Linked DNA regions of Sus scrofa: region 2 is linked to region 1. The links are chromatin contacts, called in public Hi-C maps. All regions are on one chromosome and are shown on one strand. Each heading gives the region's core, a stretch centred on a gene start, on an enhancer-like site or on the middle of the called end of the contact. The rest is flanking DNA. Distances are from core to core; before and after follow the strand shown. Region 1 overlaps MPRIP (myosin phosphatase Rho-interacting protein). Region 2 has its middle 24 kb from the start of TNFRSF13B.

Evidence for each region. A called contact is a pair of places that touch in the nucleus more often than the background predicts.
Region 2: a Hi-C map of retroperitoneal adipose tissue shows a contact between it and region 1, with 2.4 times the contacts expected there. The contact joins two enhancer-like sites. A contact is called at or near these places in 19 of 47 Hi-C or Micro-C datasets (alveolar macrophages, brain, embryonic fibroblasts and 12 more) and 1 of 2 datasets of contacts at active chromatin or transcription factors (skeletal muscle).

Annotation. Positions count from the first base shown.
Region 1 is chr12:61,128,130-61,130,947 of Sscrofa11.1, reverse strand. The region is part of intron 3 of MPRIP (myosin phosphatase Rho-interacting protein); the gene reads left to right. Among named protein-coding and RNA genes, the nearest start is that of MPRIP, 56 kb to the left of the region's middle. Within about 2 kb of position 1,332, at least 11 of the 83 cell types and tissues checked have an H3K27ac peak or open chromatin away from gene starts, as enhancers often do. A contact at or near this core is called in retroperitoneal adipose tissue and skeletal muscle, where this site is marked.
Region 2 is chr12:61,220,709-61,223,408 of Sscrofa11.1, reverse strand. No RefSeq gene overlaps it. Among named protein-coding and RNA genes, the nearest start is that of TNFRSF13B, 24 kb to the left of the region's middle. Within about 2 kb of position 1,353, at least 26 of the 83 cell types and tissues checked have an H3K27ac peak or open chromatin away from gene starts, as enhancers often do. A contact at or near this core is called in retroperitoneal adipose tissue and skeletal muscle, where this site is marked.

The DNA of each region.
Region 1 (2,818 bases), core at 83-2,582:
AGTTTCTCTGTCACTAGATCTTTTGGGTTCTTGTAATAAGTCTTAGGATTTTTCCCCTTGGGCTTCCAGCTCGTGTGGGTCCTGCTCAGCCCAGGCCGCTTGGTTTCAAGGCCCAGCAGCATGGTTGACCAGAAGGATGTGTCTGCCTATGTGCCCTGTGGTCAGCGCAGCACCTGTGCTGGCTGCGTCCCCTCTGCCGTGTTCTCGGCCAGGCTGTGGAGGCAGGAGTCTCTCTGCCTTGCTGGTCCCCTGGGGCCTCTTGGGGCACCAGCTGTCACCTCCCACCCGGCTCTCGTCGGGGTGCAGTCGCCTGGCATGGTCCCCCTTCCTGGTCTTGTGAGCGTCTCAGTGTCCCTGGAGAAGGGAGGCCTGCCATCTCCCTCTTCCTTCAGGCTGCCCGAGGTTTCATTTTCTTTCTGAATGTGGTTGGTGGGGCCTTTGGGTGCTAACCCAGCCCTGAGTGCCAGGCACCCACAGTACCGCCTCTCGTGATGCAGTGTCGGATTATAATCCAGACTGTAAGACAGACACTGTGCGTCCACACCGCCCCCTGGGAACTCACTGAACACAGAGATACGCAAGGGGACAGCAAACAGTCACCTGAGCAGGAGGAGTCCCAGCATCCCATCCAGGGGGCGACTCCACCCCCGAGGAGGTGGCACTGACTCCCCACCCCTCCCGCGTGGGGCCCACAGGGACGTCCCTCCTGGGAGGACAGTGGGGACGGGGACACCCCTGGAGGGAAGCCCGACAAACACACCTGAGCCAGGCGCTCGAGGTCAGCGCCGAGGGGGACGGGCCTGCTCCCTGGCCGAACCCCCACCCAGTGTAACCCTGAGGAGGGCCCCGGCGCCCCACTGAGTCCGGCGCGTCTGAGCGAGAGGAGCTGGGGGGACAGGACAGCGAAACGGCCTGCGGGTGCCGGCCCGGACCCGGACGGAGGGCACAGGGAGAGCTGAGCGGAGGGCGGCCTCTAGTGACCTGCTGCGGGTCAGCCTGTGGCGGACACAGCACGCCAGGCAGGAGGCGAGCACCGGGGGACACGGAGAGCTCCGCACTCCTCACGGCCTCCCGGGAATCTAAACGGAGCTAAAAGCTTATTTTAAAGTAAAGGAGTAGCACCGAAGAAACGGGAGAAAGGGCAGGCGTTTCTAGGCCAGGCGGCCGGGCAGGGCTGGGAAAGAGGGGCCGCCAGAGTCGCCCTTGGAGGACGGCAGGACCCTGGCCTCCAGCCGGGACACCGGCCGGCGTCCAGCGCAGGACGGGGCTGGGATCCCAGGAGCGACGCCACAGGAAGGGTGGGCTCGGGTCACGGTCGGAAATTCCTCCCTGAGCCCTGGCACCCGCCACCGTGACCTGTGTCCAGGGGCCTCCGTCGCTGCCTCTGCAGTGGGAGGCCTGGTGGCGGCGGTGAGTCAGAGGTGGCGCTGGGGACTGGCTGTTGAGGCCTGAGCCAGCACCTTCTCAGACCTGCACTGTAGTTGCAGGACTCTCTCTCAGACGCTGATCAAACCAAGGCAGCGGCGGGGTTCCCGGCGTGGCGCGACAGAAGCCAACCTGACGAGAACCCATGAAGACGCAGGTTCGATCCCTGGCCTCACTCAGTGGGTTGAGGATCCAGCGTGGCTGTGGCTGTGGCTGTGGTGTAGACCGGCAGCTGCAGCTCTGATCTGACCCCTAGCCTGGGAACCTCCATGTGCCGTGGGTGTGGCCCTAAAAAGCAAAACAAAAAAGCCAAGGCAGCAGCACCGACTCAGGATTGAGTCCACTGGCGCCTCCCCTCTTACTTCCCCCTCTGTCCCTCTGTCCCCGACCTGCACCTCAGTCCCTCCCTGCTGCCTGCCTGCCTGCCTCCCTGCTGCCTGGGAACCACCTCCACCTCCCCCGAGCCCCTCGCCGCCACCTCCCACGCGTGTGCTTCCTCTGTTTCGCTTGCAGGGTCGGCTCTGTGAGGCCAGAGGCGGCTGCTCCCTCGACACTTGGGGCTTCCCTGGGCCAGAGACGGAGCTCGCGCCACAGCAGTGGCACCCTCGGGTCCTTAACCAGCTGCGCCATTAAGGAGACTTTTTTCTTTTTTTTGGTCAGGCCAGAGATTGTTGTCAAGTTGTGTTTGTTGCTGTGTTCTCAGTGCCCAGAGTCGGGCCTGGCACATGGTAGGTGCTTGATGAGCGCCTGCTGTCTGGGTGATCACTGTCGAGTGGCCCATTGATGGTCATGTGTCTGCTCTGGAGGTGGTGCCAGCCTCAGGTCATGGGGACAGAGCGTTCATTTAGCCGAAGCCCCCGGTGTCTGTGCCGCCTCTCCTCCGGTCGAGCTTGTCTCTGCAGCCCGTCTTCTGAGCCTGGCCCTTCCCAGGTGCCTCACTTGACAAGCCTGGTCCTGGGGCCACGAGGAGCCTTTACCATCCGCCTTGGCTGTGCCCGGCCTCCTTGCCCTGTGCTTCCCGCAGGCTGTGGTCAGACTTGACGTCTGCGCTCATCTTTCCGTGGCGGGTGCTGTGCCCTCGGGCCGGGTGTCCAGTGTGTGTGTGCGGAGTTGATGCCTTTTGCAGGCAGTGGCCTGTCCTGTATCCCCGGCCCCTCCCGGAGCAGCGCCCCCTCGAGGGAGCCAGCCGAGGCCTTTTAGCCTGTTCCTGCGGGATTCAGCTCGAGACCTGGTCTCCTCCACGTACCACTCACTGGAATCACGTTCCGTTCGCTTCTGGCCTCTGTTGAGTCCTGACCTGTGTGAGCCTCGGCCCTGAACCCCCCCTGCTGGGAAAGGGAAGGAAGAGCTGCCGGCTCTGCACCTGCCCAGGGCACGTGGGCCTCAGGAGAGG
Region 2 (2,700 bases), core at 104-2,603, 92 kb before region 1:
CGGTGCCGGGTCCAATGACTTGCGTCCTCACAGGAAGAGGGAAGCGTGGGCGCAGGCGCAGGAGCAGAGACGCGGGCTGGGGAGGCCGGGGACGACCCCGCCCCTGGCTGTCGGAGGGGTCTCTTCCCCTCCGCACTGCCAGGGAATGGAACTCTGTCTGATGCTCTCTGCGCCCAGGAGGCCGCACAGAGCCCCGCGGCGGGAGGAAGCCGGCCCCGCGCGCCCCCCGCCTCCACCAGCAGGTGGCGCCCTGGCCGCTCGGCGGCCCCGGCCCGGTGTGGCCGGTGCGGCGGGTGATCCACGGTCGCGGGGCGTGGAGAGCGCCCTGCAGGCTCCGCCCGGGCCAGTCCCCGATGCCGCGGCCCTTGTCGGGGCTCCCACCCACCTGCGTGAGGATGGAGCGTGTCTAACCCCCGGGAGGGCGCGCGCGCAGCCCACCGTCCTCCCTCTCCAGGCCCGGCTCGGGGGGTCCGAGAACACCTGGCCCCCCGGGAGGCAAAGACCGGGCGGCGAGACTGAAGCCTGGCGCCCGCCGCCCCCGCGCCGACGCCTCTCCCTGCCTCGGTTTCCCGATTTCCCGTAGGAAACGCTGGAGTTCGCGGAGCGGGGGAGGCTCCGCCCCCAGGGAGGACTGACAGCCCCGAAACCCCGGGTGATTTTGGTGTTTATTTGGGGGCTTGTTGTTTCCGTTTTTTTCGTTGTGATACAGCACGCAGAACACAGACTTCGCCGTGTTAACGTTTTTCAGGGTTCACTTTGGGGGCATTAGGTGTGCAGGGTGTTGGGCGACCTTTGGCACCGTCACCTCCAGAGCTGTGTCGTCTTCCCAAAGCGGAACTCGGCCCCCTTAAGCCCGCATCCCCCCCGCCCCGCACAGCCCCTGTCCACCGGGCTTCCTCCTGTCCCCGTGGATGGGACCTCTGGGTGTCTCAGAGGGGGAATCATGCAGTGTTTGTCCTTTCGCTTCTGGCTTATCGCGCTCAGCACAATGTCTTCAGCTTCATCCGCGTCGTAGCGTGTGTGTGTGTGTGTGTGTGTGTGTGTGTCTGAATTTCCTGTCTTTTGACAGCCGCCCAACCTCCCATTGCTGGTGTGGACCCCATTTCTCCTCATCTGTGGATGGACACTTGGTTGCTTCCACCGTCTGGCTCCTGTGAATCACGCTGCTTTGAACATTTGTGTGCAAGTGCAGGTGGGAGGCTCTGTCCTCCCAGTGCCTGTTTCTTCAGGCCCCTGGAAGCGTGGGTGCCCCTGTCGGAGATCCAGCAGGCACCGCGGCATCAGCAGTGTGGCCTGTGCTTGCAACGTGCATGCCAGACCCAGAGCCGGGAAAGCAGCTCAGATCTGCCGCAGATTCATCCTGCAGGCGGCCAGCTGAGCGGGGGAGCCCGGGAAGGCAGGCTTCCGAAACAGAACCACCCCCGCCTGTCACTCTTCTTCCTAAAAAGGCTCCATATTCAGATGTCTTCTTGCAAAAAAAAAGAGAAAAGACAAAGAACCTTTTTACCTTGAAACATCATCACTTATGATCCTTGAAATCTTGCACATGTAATGTTTATGTAACTGCGTTCGTGTGACACACAGAGGCTTCAAAGCTGCCTGGTGCGTTTGGGGGCAGAGGAGGAGGAAGAAGAGGTGAAGAATTGCTCTGCCTGGTCTGCTGGCAGCCCAGCAGTCCAAGACCCGCTGGGCAAAAGCTGGTGTCAGCTCTGTGGTCACACTGTCCGGGCTTCTGCCCTCCCATATGCCAGCAGGTTTTTACTGCCTCCTGGAAGGCAGAGCCAGGCCAGCGAAGGGGCAGCTATAGGCTCAGGATAGAGACAAGCTTTCAAATGATTAGAAAGGCAATCTCGATAGGTGGTGAGCCCACTGTCCCCAGAGGTATGCAAATAGAAACTGAAAGACCATCGGTAAGGGATAGTGTGACAGGCAGAGAGTGGGGGGTTCTTAGAGGACCTCATTGGCCCAGGAGTATTTGCCTACATCCTTTTTTTTTTTAGGGCCACACCTCTGGCACACCGATGCCCGGGGGCTAGGGATTGATCAAATCAGAACTGCAATTGCCGGCCTACACCACAGCCACAGCGTCTCCAGATCTGAGCCATGTCTGTGACCTGCACCACACATCACGGCAATGCCAGATCCTTAACCCGCTGAGCGGGGCCAGGGAATCAAACCCATGTTGTCATGAATACTAATCGGGCTCTTAACCCACTGAGCCATCATGGGAACTCCGAGTGTGTCGACATCTTTTGAAACTCTTTGCCTCACTGGAGGAAGCATGCTCACCAGGCCACCTGTGACTACACGTGGAGTCCTGGGAGGCAGGATCCAGGAGGGGCCTTCAAAGTGTGGTTTTTTCCACCCAGACAACAACCGGGCCAATAACAGCACTAGGTCCTGGGGGGCTGCCTACGGAGGGCTGCCCGTGGCGCCTCCTCTCGGCAGGAGAATTGTGTTAAGAACCAGGATTCTGAAGCCTCACTGTCTGGGTCCACCTCCTGTGTGCGGCAGGACGGGACCCCGTGGAGGACGTTTCCTTCCCAAGGCCAGGAGGGAGGCCTCCACTCCAGGCAGGCCTGCCCTACGTGAACCACCACTGTCACCGTCCCTGTGGGCGTCTGCTGTGTGCCAGCTACCCTTCCGGTAACTCACTAACCCTCCCAAGCTCTCCAAGATGCCTCCTTTCATTTTATAGGT